Linked DNA regions of Sus scrofa: all the other regions are linked to region 2. The links are chromatin contacts, called in public Hi-C and HiChIP or PLAC-seq maps. All regions are on one chromosome and are shown on one strand. Each heading gives the region's core, a stretch centred on a gene start, on an enhancer-like site or on the middle of the called end of the contact. The rest is flanking DNA. Distances are from core to core; before and after follow the strand shown. Region 1 overlaps IRS1 (insulin receptor substrate 1). Region 2 has its middle 230 kb from the start of IRS1. Region 3 overlaps IRS1 (insulin receptor substrate 1). Region 4 holds the start of IRS1 (insulin receptor substrate 1). Region 5 has its middle 430 kb from the start of IRS1.

Region 1 (2,700 bases), core at 142-2,641, 170 kb before region 2:
TCTGTGCCCTCAGCAGAAGTGTGCTTTGTCCCTTCCATTCATTCCGCTCCTATTTGGGGAGTTCTCTCTTGATGCCAGCCCTTGCGCTAGGCTCTGGAGATGCTGAAACACCATACCCATTTCCACACCCCCAGACTATGCCATTTCTTCCAAACCAAGCCGAGTGTGTCCGCAGGGTACTTCCTTTACTTTCCCAGGTAGAAGCCGCGTCCCTCCCTCCTCAATGCATCTAGAGCTTTTTGCCCGTGTGCATCTATCATGGAATTCACTCTGTTTCTTTGTATTCTATCTGGGAATGGAACTTACCTTCCTTGGTAGAATTTCTAGAAAGAAGAGCCTATAGCAGAATTCACCTTTGTATCCTCTGTAGTGCCTAATGCAGCCATTCACTCGTTTAACAGGTATTTATTGCTTAGCTCTGTGCCACCTCCTGCTCAGGACATTCTATAAACATTGATATTTATAGAGACCTTTGGGATGCCTGAAAAATAGAGACCTCAGAAGACTATCTGGTATTAAGACTTGAGAGCAAAAGAGGCTTTAGGAGGTTGAAAAGGTGTTCCTTCTCTGGGGATAAATGAATAACGCATCCTGAGGTTGGCTTTTGAAATTTCATAGGAGAAATGTTGTGTTTCTGGCAGAATAACTTATTTCTATTAGATCTACATCGGAACCTTCTCTTTATTTAATGATCAACCAGGTCTCTTGGGCTTGGATATCCTTTTGCATCTGAAATTCTCCTGTCAAACAATGTCATGTTAAAAACCGATTTCGGATTTTGTAAGGTTGATCCCTGCAACTTCCAGTTCTAAAATCTGCAGCTGACTTTTAATTCAAATATGTAAGCATAGCCTGACTGTAACCTGTGTGCCATACTTCGTAGTTGTTTTACACAGTAACTGTAGTGGACGTTTTTGGTTTGATCATAAGAACATCAAGATGTTTTATGTTTTTGAGTTGCTAAACATCTGAAACCTCCAAATCATATTGATTTGTTTGCTGACTTAATATTGACTCTTTTCCGTTTGTGATTACTTTAGACCCTTGCATTAAAAAAAAAAAAGAAGTTAAATACTGTTTGTTGATTTTACCTACGTACACAGTACTGTTTGTGCCTGTGACCCCAGCTTATCTGGTGCCATCCCTTTTTAAAGAAAAACCCGAAAAAAGTGATCCTCATTTTGAGATGCCGATGATGACGAATTCTTTCCTTTTCCTTTTCAGAATGAAGACCTAAATGACCTCAGCAAATTCTCCTTTAAACTCATGGGTACCCAGACTCTATTTCATGATTCACAACCAGGACCTCACACCTTCCTCCTCAGTAGATGGTACGATGCATCCATTTCAGTTTGTTTACTTTACACAATCCTCAGGAGTTTGTTGACTGAACTGCACGCTCTCTATCGTGCCAAGAAAATAAATAAATAAATAAAAAGCACTGTGACACCAGAACAATGAACCTGCATAAACTTCATCTTCGACCTTAAGGACTTAGCTGGCCACATGAGCTGATGGGCCCTCCACCATGCCACGGGAGAATGGGTTTACGCTCATTGCATTTACAAGACACATTTCATCTGCTGCTGAAACTGTGTGCGACAGAGCATCATTGTAAATTATTTCATACGAAACTGTTCGCGTTGGGTGGAGAGAGTATTAAATATTTAACATAGGTTTTTGATTTATATGTGTAATTTTTTTAATTAAAATGTAACTTTTCTTACAGCACATCTCTTTTTTGGATGTGGAACTGAGGTATATACAGTGTTCTGTTGTAAAGAGTGGAGCAGAGGCTTAAAACAAGGCTAACAGCGTAGACTAGGGTACGATCCTTGTTTTAAGATTGTAATTCAGAAAAATAATATAATAAGAATCATAGTGCCATAGATGGTTCTCAGTTGTATAGTTATATTTGCTGATAACTTGTCGTGTAATATAGCCCTGATGTTGAGCTGAGATCCTTCCAAGAATTGATCTTCATTTTTTTTTTTTTTTTTTTTTTTTTTTTTCTGTAAGGCAGTAGGCCATGTTAATGAAACTGAAGAAGGATAGAGGCTACTGGGTATTTTCAAGTGTCAGCTTGAACTTGGCCATTGAATGGAAGCAAAATTGCAAAAAAAGGAAATCAGAGTCTTCCATTGTATATACTGTAAAGAGGAGGAGACATGGGGGATCCCTTTGAATCAAAAGCTCTCTTTGGAATGAACAATGTGGGTGTTTGTAAATTCTGGAAATTTCTTTCTATTCATAATAAACTAGAGACTGTTGATCTTTCTTCTCCCCCTCCCCCCACTTCTGTAAGCTTCCTGTTCCATTGGCACCATTTGTTTTTTCCCTGTTGCACACGTTAGGATCGGTCATGTCCTGCATTGTCTCAAGAAAGATGTTAAGACAAGTGAGTGCTTGTCTTTAATGTCCAACCAACCATAAATTAAAATTCCAGAAATTGTTTTTTAGCATGACCAGGGCCGCATACATATCCCCTTCCTGAAGACTCTTTAACTCATGTTTTTCTGAGAACGTCCAATGTGACGTCACATAACTGAATGTAACTTGGTCCATGCGGCCAGGTGGCTCCTGGCCTAGTGGTGATTCGTTCATACAGCCCAGTGCATGGAGAGCTCGTCCACGCTTCAGGACCTGCCACTGAAACATCTAGCCAGCAGTGAAAACGTTAATCCTTTTCTTGTTTGGAAA
Region 2 (2,700 bases), core at 35-2,534:
CTCATGATAGATATTACATTTTCTAGAAAGCCAAGCAATTGACTCTGAACTTAAGTGGCAAATTAACGTGCTCTTTATATAAAGATAGATTAGTGCAATCTTGCCTTTAGTATCATCTCCGTACTGTGTTTGTGTCTATGTGTGTGCTGTCTTAGATTCTAATGGAACCATAAAAAAGGCCAAAAGTTCACAAATTTCATAAAAGGAAAATGTACAGAGAATCATAGCCATTGTGGTAGTGACTCTTGTCCCTAAACATTGCTTCTTAGGTAGTTTCATTAACATGAAAGCAATAGTTGCTTCACAGAGACATTTATTTTACGCTCATGTTTTGTGGCTGCAGTACACCAGGACTCTTCAGAAGAAAAAAAAAAGGCAGCTAAATTCCCCAAAAGAATAATTTTTAAATTCCTTCGGGATCTAGTGATTTTTTTGGAGGTCTACTTCACGTTCAATTCTGACAGACAAGGAATCCTATCACTTTGAATTCAACAGTATTCTTCTACAAGGGGATTTTTTTTTTTTTCCATGAGAGTTTTTCACCCCTGTTTGTCCTGGTTTTTCACCCCTGTTTGTCCTGAGGGCTTATGCCCTTTGGTGTTTGTAATGGCTAAGCTATAATTGAGGGTGTTTCTCACGGCCAAACACGGTTGAGAAAGAGGGTTGGAGAAATGTGAGCTTTGAATGCATAAATGAAGTGGTGTTCCAGGAAAGGGGACAGGGGCTTCTCCTTGTCAGAGGGAAGAACTGCTACTGGTAAGTGGGAGGAGGGCACGGTAGTGATTTGGATGCAATCAGATCACTCGCCTTGTGAGTCATCGTTAGTCACACCCACATCCCTTGCTGACTCCTCTCTGTCCCATTTTTTCCACGGTTGCATCAGGGATCAGCATTGCAAACAGCCAGGCACTGAGTCAGCTTCTCTATTGGTAAAAGGGAAGCAACTTGAATTGTTAGCCTTTGGCAGGAAAAAACAAAATTAAAAATCCTTATTCTAAGGCTGCGTGTGAAGAGAAGGAACGTCTTTATTGAGCTTATAGGTTTTACTTATTATGTAGAGTCACTGATGTATAATATTTGCTGTGGTCTGAATTGTATCTCCCCCCACCACCCCCAAATTCATATGTAGAGCCCCTAATTCCTAATATGACTGAGTTTGGAGATGGGGCCTTTGAAGAAAGAATTTGGGTTCGAGGCGGTCATGAGGGTGGGGTCCAAGTCCGGGGACCAGTGCACTCCTAAGAAGAGGAAGAGACACTAGGGATGCCCAGGCTTAGAGGACAGGCCACGTGAGGACACATCGAGAAGGTGGCATCTCCAGGCCAAGGGGAGAGGCCTCAGGAGACACCAGCCTTGCTGACAACTTGACCTTGGATTTCCTGCCTCCAGAACTGTGAGAAATAAATGTTGGTGTCCCCCAGTCTGCGATGCTTTGTTAACGGCAGCTCTGGCAGATTAATACACTGTTGATGGATGATTCCCACGCAATCCCTTATTCAAAAATGACTCCGTTGTACATACTTCTACCATTTGTACATATGGTTAAATACTGTTCTTATTTATTGGAAACACATCCCAAGCCTTAATGGCTCTATTGCCTTGTTATTAAGGAGACTGCAGAGATCTAGAATTATTATTATTATTTTTTTCCTGCGAATATGGTGACACAGCTACCAATGAGAGAACTAAGGAATTAAAAATAGTTAATCAAATTTTCAAATGTACTTATGAATACAAGGTCATCAGCACATGGGCTCCCAGAGAGGCTGAAAAGACCTGCGTGTATTGCATTCATCTGTAGTTCAGGAAGACTCATCAGCCTTAAACACGCAAGTCTGAAATGTGAGGAAAACATGATAGCTGCCCACATACCCCTTGCTTGAGCTAACATATCCTTAAGGTAGGCGCTTTTGCCAGCTGATTATGTGGTAGGAAGATAGTTAGGAATATATAACCTAACAAATAAATATCAAGAGATGCCTCGTGGGAGTTGTTACAGTGGAACAAAAGAACTAAATTCTTGACTAATTTTTTAAGCCTTAAAACTGGAGCACACACACAATGCAGATGACATAAGACACAGCAACTTCTTTCTCTACTCACCCTTTCTAGATAAACAGTCCATGGACTTGGCATGTGATGAGAGTCAAAGGTGAAGAATAAAGTTGAGACATAGGCTTTTGAGAAACAACCAGGAGCTAGTGTCAGCAAGGAGCAGGGAAGAGACAATTGAAACGTCTGTTGGGTTAGTCCACCTGAGAGTTGAGGAGACCAGTTCTTTGCTTCCTGAGCACAGCTCTTAGATGTTTCAATTTTTCTAGTTTATAAGACATTTCCCATGGCATGGCTTAGAAGGCTTGAGGAGAAGTGTTTGGACACATGGGCCAGAAGTAGCCTCATTGAGTTTCCTTACTCCTAGTCATAGATTTCCTGGGTATGCATGAGGGGCTCCGATGTGGCCCCAGGGAGGTCTTATGCTGAAAGGAAGTGTTTCTGTCACTTAACTGCTGAAGAGCTGAGACTCTCAGATGTGTGGGCAGCTGCTGCTCCTGTACTTCTAGGTTTTGATCTACTCATGTTTGTCAGGCCACAGGGCCATCTCTGGGGATGACCTTGCATTCTGTGAGATTATGCTTCTCTCTTCCTTATCCTCACCTAGTGAAAGAGCCCTCCAAATAAAAAATGGAGTTTATTGTAAAA
Region 3 (2,700 bases), core at 17-2,516, 210 kb before region 2:
AATTATTCCCAGGCTCATAAAGGGGCCCCTCTGTGTGAATCTGTGTTTATCACCTTTGTGTGAAAAAGGCAGCTTCTTGGCAATTGGCTTAAAGGGGCTTGAAGAGCATATTTATAGAGTCAACACTCAAAAGAATGTACATATGTATATGACTGGGTCACTTTGCTGTACAGCAGAAATTGATGGAACACTGTAAATCAATCATAATAAAAAAATTTTTTTTAATGCAAAGAAACCCAAAAGACACTCAACCATATTTTTTATTATATTCAAAGTGAGATCAACCTTAAGACTCTTCTCTTAAGCTTCCATCAACACAGGTAAAATCCCTTCTTACCCACCTGGGGTGAGTGTAGGGCAGGTTATTAGAGGAGGGAGTGATAAGGGGGCCATACAGGCACAGATGTTTTGTTTGGTTACCAGGACACAAAAGACAGATGATAAAATCCCAGGCCATTTATGCCTCATGGTCCCATTCCCTGCAGTCCCTTTTTTTTCCCCTTTAAAACACAGACATTGATTTTTTTTTTTTTTTCCCTCTTTCTCTCTGAAATGGTCTCAGCTTGTTGTGTAATTCTGGCAATAGAATTCCTGACATACTAGATCATAAAGATTAGAGTTAGGCATTTTTATACCTCCGTATGTGTGTGCGTCTCCATGTATTTAACCTTGGGTTACATGAGCAATTTTTCAAACTCATTCCCTTATAATCACGTTTGCTGTCTGTACTTGTTGACTAGCAAAGCCTCTGGAAAAGTTGTTTAAAATACAGGACCCAGGGGTTTCTTTATGCTTATTCTTTTCACCAAAATGAATCTTTGGATAAAAGCTGTTTGTAAAACTATTTAAAAATTAACTGACCTGAAACAAATCGTAGGTTCTTTATGAACCATATATTAAATGTAGGGAGATATATATATATATATAAAAGCTCATGGCTTTTATTTCAAAATTTCCAGAAATGTCCCAATAGAGTTCTACAGGTCATTGACTACAGACATTCGTGGGCTCCTCCATAGAATTTCTGGGGCTGCTGGATTTTGTACGTTCTCAATTGTCACCAGAGCCTAAGAGGAATTGGTGTGACTGGACTATATTTGCATTTAGAGTGTTAGCAAGCCTCCGGAGTACATATGCTGGGCTATTTATGAAACAACTTCAGCTGACAGCTGAAGATCAGAAGATTCTATTTCGGGAAGTGTCCTAAATGTGAGATTCTGTGGTGGAAAAAAATGTAGTGTCCTACAGATAAGAATACTTGAAAACAGGAAGCAATGGTAATTTATTGCTTCCTGTATAAGTATCCTTATCAGTGGAATAAGCTTTAAGTTTCAGTTCTGCTTTCCTGATTTCTTTTCATGTAATCAGCTCCTATAAGAGGATTAAAAAAAGGGGAGTAGGGGGTACAAGTTGAAGGGTCTGGGGTGAATTTACCAGCATCATTTTTCCAGGCTGGCCATTGTACGTGAGAGGTCAAATGATATGGTAGGAGGAGAATGAATAGACAAGAAAAGAGGAGATGTGACTTTTATTCCTACTTCTGCCCCTTCCTGGGATCCAGCATTCTTTGATCTGATTTTCTGGTCCTTAAAATTGGAGGTAGTGATATTCGCCCCATCTATCTTACAGTGTTGTTCTAAGGCCCCAGTAAAAGTACAGTTGTAAACATTGAGTTGCCTTTCGAGCCTAGGGTTTGCTGTGGTGAGTTTAGACGGCACCACGCCCCCTTTCACTCAAGGGTCCTCTTAGTTTATGTTGCTTCCTTATTAACATACTTTGCAAACTCACTCAGCTTCCTCGGACTTCTTGGCTGGATGAGTGTACTGTGATGGACCTGACCAAAAGGGGGCATGGCCATTGACTCTCTAGTTCCAATACTTGTTTCATGAAGTGTGAGTGTGTTGCACTGTTAAGAGTCTTAAGAAACTGGGTTGATGTAGGGAAAAAAAAAACCAAAGTTCTACACGTGGGCTAAATTATAAGCTGAAGGTATAAATCAGGATTAAAGAGTGAAATGTATTTATTAGATATAAAAAAAAGGCATGTTAACCTGCATTTTATAGTTCTCATGGATTTAATTATACACTAAGTATGGAAAATACAAGTATTACTGGGTGGCACTGAAGGTTTTCTTCCACAAAAAGTCTTGTTTATAAATATCTCTGCTCTTGAGTCTCTGCACCCTTTGCCAGAAAGATCTGGTGTTGTGTGCTGTGCTGGGCAGAAGGGTGGCCTTTGTGAGATGGGGAACAGGAAGCATGACTCACCTACTTAGCGAAGGAACTGGATTAACTCTTGAAGGTTGGTCTAAATGGTGCAGTTTACTAGTCTTAAAGAAAAGAGGCCATGGAGAGTGAAAGCTAGCTACAAGAATGCTCTTTTCCTCTTGCTGTCTGAAAATGAATGGTAGTACTGGCTGTGTTGTGATTTTAAAGATTACCGTGTTTGTTTTCTTTGTTTTGTTTTTTGCTTTTTAGGGCAGCCCCCTCGGCATATGGGGATTCCCAGGCTAGGGGTCTAATCGGAGCTGCAGCCACCAGCCGACGCCACAGCCACAGCAGCGTCAGATCCGAGCCACGTCTGCGACCTACACCACAGCTCCCGGCAACACTGGATTCTTAACCCACTGATCGAGGCCAGGGATTGAACCTGCGTCCTCATGGATGCTAGTCAGATTTGTTTCTGCTGAGCCACAACGGA
Region 4 (2,700 bases), core at 84-2,583, 230 kb before region 2:
ACACCCCCCGTTTTCCCAGATTCCCCTCGTGCTTTCGGGTAGCCACCCAAACACCCCCGCCCGCGCCCGCGGCGGGGATTCCTGCGGGCCGGGGGCACCCTGGGTGGCGCTCGGGGAGGAAGGCTCTGCGCCAGGGCGGGCGGCCGCGCAGGGGCGCTGCCCGAGCGCAGCGCTGAAGCCGGCGCGGGCGCCTCTGCGGCACGACCGGGGGGCGGAGAGGGGCGGGCGCGGGGCGGGCTCAACCGGGAATGTAGAGACCCAGGCGGGAGCCTCCCGGCGGCGGCGGCGGCAGCCGGGCTGCGGAGCGCGGAGGCTCCATCACGTGTTTCTCTCCTGAGTGAGACGGCGGCGCGGTCGGAGGGGGCCGACGCGCAGAGCCAGACGCCGCTGCTTGTTTTGGTTGGGGCTCTCGGCAACTCTCCGAGGAGGAGGGAGGCGGGGAGAAGTAACTGCTGCAGCAGCGCCTCCCGGGGAAGAGGCGTCTTCCCCGACTCCTTCCCCAACCTCCCCCCTTGCCTCCCGCCCTCGTCCCCTCCCCTCCTCCCCTGCCGACTGGAGCGAGGGGCAGGGATGAGCCTGTCCCTCCGGCGCGTCCCCAGCTCCCCAGTAGCGTTTTGCGTGGAAAAGCCACTTTCTTCGCCTGTGGAGATGGGCCCGAATGGGGGCTGCAGAGGACGCGTCCGCGGGCGGCGGCAGCAGCAGCAGCAACAGCCGCAGCGCCGCGGTCTCTGCGACTGAGCTGGTATTTGGGCGGCTGGTGGCGGCGGGGACGGTTGGGGGGTGGGAGGAGGCGGAGGAGGAGGCGAAGGAGAAGGAGGAGGGAGAACCCCGTGCAACGTTGGGACTTGGCAGCTCGCCTCCCCCTGCCCAAGGATATTTAATTTGCCTCGGGAATCGCTACTTCCAGAGGGGAACTCAGGAGGGAAGGCGCGCGTGCCTGGAGGGGCAACGCGGGGACCCCCGGCCGCCGCCGCCTGCGCGCCGGACTCCAGCCCTGGCGGCGAGCGATGCATCTTCTCTCCTTCCCAGCCGCGGCGGCTGAGAAGAGATTTGGCTCCCCGAGGATCCGGGCTGCACTCACGCCGGACGCGCTGCCTCCCCCCAGGGCATGAAACGCCAGTAAACTCCGGTCGGGGCTATCTCCTTGGCGCAGCTGCTGCGTCCTCCCTCGGCTGCCCCTCCCCGGCGCGGAGGGCGGCGTGGATTTCGGAGTCGGGGTTTCTGCCGCCTCCAGCCCTGTTTGCATGTGCGGGGCCGCGGCGAGGAGCCTCCGCCCCCCACCCGGTTGTTTTTCGGCGCCTCCCTCTCCTCGGCGGCGGTGGCGGCGGCAGCATGGCGAGCCCTCCCGAGACGGATGGCTTCTCGGACGTGCGCAAGGTGGGCTACCTGCGCAAACCCAAGAGCATGCACAAGCGCTTTTTCGTGCTGCGGGCGGCCAGCGAGGCTGGGGGCCCCGCGCGCCTCGAGTACTACGAGAACGAGAAGAAGTGGCGGCACAAGTCGAGCGCCCCCAAACGCTCGATCCCCCTGGAGAGCTGCTTCAACATCAACAAGCGGGCGGATTCCAAGAACAAGCACCTGGTGGCCCTCTACACCCGGGACGAGCACTTTGCCATCGCGGCGGACAGCGAGGCCGAACAGGACAGCTGGTACCAGGCCCTCCTGCAGCTGCACAACCGTGCCAAGGGCCACCACGACGGGGCCGCAGGCCCCGGGGCGGGAGGCGGTGGGGGCAGCTGCAGTGGCAGCTCTGGCCTCGGCGAGGCTGGGGAGGACTTGAGCTACGGAGACGTGCCCCCAGGACCCGCCTTCAAGGAGGTTTGGCAGGTGATCCTGAAACCCAAAGGCCTGGGTCAGACAAAGAACCTGATTGGCATCTACCGCCTCTGCCTGACCAGCAAGACCATCAGTTTCGTGAAGCTGAACTCGGAGGCGGCGGCTGTGGTGCTGCAGCTGATGAACATCAGGCGCTGTGGCCACTCAGAGAACTTCTTCTTCATCGAAGTGGGCCGTTCTGCAGTGACGGGACCCGGGGAGTTTTGGATGCAGGTGGATGATTCTGTGGTGGCCCAGAATATGCATGAGACAATCCTGGAGGCCATGCGGGCCATGAGCGATGAGTTCCGCCCTCGAAGCAAGAGCCAGTCCTCCTCTAACTGCTCCAACCCCATCAGTGTACCTCTGCGCAGGCACCACCTCAACAACCCTCCGCCCAGCCAGGTGGGGCTGACCCGCCGCTCACGCACAGAGAGCATCACTGCCACCTCCCCGGCCAGCTTGGTGGGCGGGAAGCAGGGCTCCTTCCGCGTCCGTGCGTCCAGTGATGGGGAAGGCACCATGTCTCGCCCCGCCTCTGTGGACGGCAGTCCTGTGAGCCCTAGCACCAACAGGACTCACGCCCACCGGCATCGAGGCAGCTCCCGGCTGCACCCGCCTCTTAACCACAGCCGCTCTATTCCCATGCCTTCCTCTCGCTGCTCACCCTCCGCCACCAGCCCGGTCAGCCTGTCGTCCAGCAGCACCAGCGGCCATGGCTCCACCTCGGACTGTCTCTTCCCGCGGCGGTCTAGTGCTTCTGTGTCCGGGTCCCCCAGTGACGGCGGTTTCATCTCTTCCGATGAGTATGGCTCTAGCCCCTGTGATTTCCGAAGTTCCTTCCGCAGTGTCACGCCGGATTCCCTGGGCCACACCCCGCCCGCC
Region 5 (2,700 bases), core at 34-2,533, 200 kb after region 2:
AGGGCCAAGTAAGCATCATGCCAGGCAGAATAGCTGGTATGGCAATCTGGTGGTCACAGTGACCTTTTATCTCACCAGGGAGATTATAATTATTAGCTTTATTATCCTTATTGTTATTTTTAAATGTGCTTAGTTTGCTCTTGCGGCTCAGCTTGTACCCAGCTTGTTGAGCATTCCGGGTCCTCTTGGTTTCTATGTGTGAAAGTTTCCTAACTTGCTGTGTTTGGAGAAAGCTCATCCTAAAAGAAATTGTTTGCTACACTCCAGAACATAAAATTAAATCTATAATGTATTTTCATTTTCTGTGTGAAACTCTGTCCAGGTTCTAGAGTTCCTGGCTATTCAAAGTATGTGATGACTTCTTGATACTACGATGTCTCTTTCCATTCTCACTCAGAGGGAAAGAAACCACACGGGGGTCCTTGGAAACATTCCACATTATCTTTAACTGATGGGATACTCCAGAGGTGATGCAAATGTAAGTAGCCCCGTGGCAGGCATGCTATGGTGAGGATGACGGAGTTGTACAAACTTGAGAGACTTGATTGATCTGATTGGCCAAAGCTCTTAATATGGTCAGATTATGATAATCAGTTGGTTCTCAAAGCTATTTATTTATAGAATGAGCAGAGAAGTCTCTCAATTTTCTTTCAAAATAATTGTTGGAGTTCCTGTCATGGCTAAGTGAAAAAGAATCTGACTAGCATCCATAAGGACGCAGGTTCAATCCCTGGCCTTGCTCAGTGGGTTAAGGATCCAGCATTGCCATGAGCTGTGGTATAGGTCACAGACACTGCTTGGATCTGGCGTTGCTGTGGCTGTGGTATAGGCTGGCAGCTGCAGCTCCAATTCGACTCACAGCCTGGGCACCTCCATGTGCCGGGGGTGTGGCCCTAAGAAGACCAAAAAAAAAAAAAAAATTCCTATGCAATTGCAAAAAATTTGCATGTTGAAAATTTTGAATAGGCATAAAAGCACCTCAAAATAAAACCATTGCCATCTTTTGATTTGCTTATATGTTCCCCCAATGCCAACCTGGTAATTTGATGAATTCTACTAAAATATCTCCTAGCGTGAATAAATATATTGAATTCTTGGGGTAAATCCTAATTGTGTACGGTGAGGTGTTACATATTTAGATGTAGAGATCAATGTATAAATGTAGATTGATCTAGCTGAGATGGTGACAGAGCTGTAATTCAATTCTCCCTTTGAGAGAACCTACAAAGAGTCATTGGCAGACAGCCTCAGCTGCTGCTATTTGGATTGACCTTACCGTAGCCATGCTTTCCCTGGTCTGTTATCAGCCAATGACTGTGCATAGCAGGAAGATCAGAGCTGGGACATTCCTGCTCCTTCCCATCCTCCACCTTGAGGATAAGTCAAAATAACATACAGCCCAACGGAATGGTGGAGTTTAATGCCACCATTAAAGACCTAAAAGATAGTGTTCTCTCTCCATCATGTCCTTTTAAATTTTAATGTATTTTTTATTAAAGTGTAGTTGATTTACAATGTTGTATCAATTTTTGCTGTACAGCATAGTGACCCAGTCACACACATATATACATTCTTCTACTCATACTTTTTTCCATCATGTTCTATCCCTAAAGATTGGATACTTCCCTGTGCTGTGTAGTGGAATCTCATTGCTTACCTATTCTAAATGTAATACTTTGCATCTACTAACCCCAAACTCCTCATTCATCCCACTCCCTCCCCTTCCCCCTTGACAACCAAAATTCTGTGAGTATGTTTCTATCTTATGGATCGTTTCATTTGTACCATATTTTAGATTCCACATGTAAGTGATGTCATATGGTATTTGTTTTTCTCTTTATAACTTACTTCACTTAGTGTGAGAATCTCTAGTTGAATTCATGTTGCTGCAAACTGCATTATTTCATCCTTTTTTATGGCTGAGTAGCATTCCATTGTATACATGTACCACATCTCCTAATCCATTCATCCGTCAAGTTTCATGTAGTTCATCATTCTGGACCCTGCAGAAACTGAATGAATCCTGAAGAATGACTATAGACTACCACAAACACTCAAATAGCTCAATGACAGCTGCTGTATTGGGTGTGGTATCATTGCTAGAAATTTATAAGGTCTAAGGTAGATTGCATACGGCCACTAATTTGGTGAGTGCGTTCTTTTTTATTCCACTCAGAAGAGAAAGACAGAAACAGTTCACATTCATAAGGACTACACAACAATAATTATAGTTTTTCCCAATGCTATGTTAATTCTCTTCCTCTTTCACAAAGACACAAATCCATCTGTATATCCTAAAGAACATCATGTTGCTACCATATATCAAATGTGTCATGTCGAGCAGGCTGAGCAAGAAGTGCTTAGAATGCTGGAGACCTCTATGAGATAAAAACACTCTAGAGGGTGGGAGGTAAACTCAGTGATGAATCCGGGACCTATCTCTTTAGTAAACATTTAGGAATCCAGTTGTCAGGAGATTTACAGTACATAACCTCCAAAGTATAAGTTAATTGGCTACATCTTGTGCTCCCTACTACTAAGAAGGCAGGGAGGCCAATCTCCTAGGAGATTTCTTCAGTTTCTGGAGCATCACGTTGTACCCACAAGTCCTAAGAATATAGCTCTCTTCCATATGCTGGGTGACGTGGAAGGCTGCCACATTTGACTTGGGCTTAGAGTACGAAAGGACTCAATAGTAAG

Evidence for each region. A called contact is a pair of places that touch in the nucleus more often than the background predicts. HiChIP or PLAC-seq counts read pairs in DNA pulled down with a chosen protein or histone mark.
Region 1: a contact with region 2 is called in a Hi-C map of liver, with 2.5 times the contacts expected there. The contact joins two enhancer-like sites. A contact is called at or near these places in 6 of 47 Hi-C or Micro-C datasets (embryonic fibroblasts, liver and skeletal muscle) and 1 of 2 datasets of contacts at active chromatin or transcription factors (alveolar macrophages).
Region 3: an H3K27ac HiChIP or PLAC-seq map of alveolar macrophages shows a contact between it and region 2. The contact joins two enhancer-like sites. A contact is called at or near these places in 2 of 2 datasets of contacts at active chromatin or transcription factors (alveolar macrophages and skeletal muscle).
Region 4: an H3K27ac HiChIP or PLAC-seq map of alveolar macrophages shows a contact between it and region 2. The contact joins the promoter of IRS1 here to the enhancer-like site in region 2. A contact is called at or near these places in 1 of 5 promoter capture datasets (liver), 9 of 47 Hi-C or Micro-C datasets (embryonic fibroblasts, epiblast stem cells, liver and 2 more) and 2 of 2 datasets of contacts at active chromatin or transcription factors (alveolar macrophages and skeletal muscle).
Region 5: a contact with region 2 is called in a Hi-C map of skeletal muscle, with 4 times the contacts expected there. The contact joins two enhancer-like sites. A contact is called at or near these places in 2 of 47 Hi-C or Micro-C datasets (psoas muscle and skeletal muscle).

Annotation. Positions count from the first base shown.
Region 1 is chr15:128,245,437-128,248,136 of Sscrofa11.1, reverse strand. It overlaps IRS1 (insulin receptor substrate 1), which reads left to right. Exons shown (of 2, transcript NM_001244489.1): 2 at 1,225-2,291. Among named protein-coding and RNA genes, the nearest start is that of IRS1, 60 kb to the left of the region's middle. Within about 2 kb of position 1,391, at least 2 of the 83 cell types and tissues checked have an H3K27ac peak or open chromatin away from gene starts, as enhancers often do. A contact at or near this core is called in liver, where this site is marked.
Region 2 is chr15:128,076,830-128,079,529 of Sscrofa11.1, reverse strand. No RefSeq gene overlaps it. Among named protein-coding and RNA genes, the nearest start is that of IRS1, 230 kb to the left of the region's middle. Within about 2 kb of position 1,284, at least 22 of the 83 cell types and tissues checked have an H3K27ac peak or open chromatin away from gene starts, as enhancers often do. A contact at or near this core is called in alveolar macrophages, embryonic fibroblasts, liver and 1 more, where this site is marked.
Region 3 is chr15:128,282,952-128,285,651 of Sscrofa11.1, reverse strand. All of the region lies in intron 1 of IRS1 (insulin receptor substrate 1), which reads left to right. Among named protein-coding and RNA genes, the nearest start is that of IRS1, 23 kb to the left of the region's middle. Within about 2 kb of position 1,266, at least 13 of the 83 cell types and tissues checked have an H3K27ac peak or open chromatin away from gene starts, as enhancers often do. A contact at or near this core is called in alveolar macrophages and skeletal muscle, where this site is marked.
Region 4 is chr15:128,305,917-128,308,616 of Sscrofa11.1, reverse strand. It overlaps IRS1 (insulin receptor substrate 1), which reads left to right and starts at 1,333. Exons shown (of 2, transcript NM_001244489.1): 1 at 1,333-2,700. The coding sequence starts at 1,333.
Region 5 is chr15:127,877,149-127,879,848 of Sscrofa11.1, reverse strand. No RefSeq gene overlaps it. Among named protein-coding and RNA genes, the nearest start is that of IRS1, 430 kb to the left of the region's middle. Within about 2 kb of position 1,283, at least 2 of the 83 cell types and tissues checked have an H3K27ac peak or open chromatin away from gene starts, as enhancers often do. A contact at or near this core is called in skeletal muscle, where this site is marked.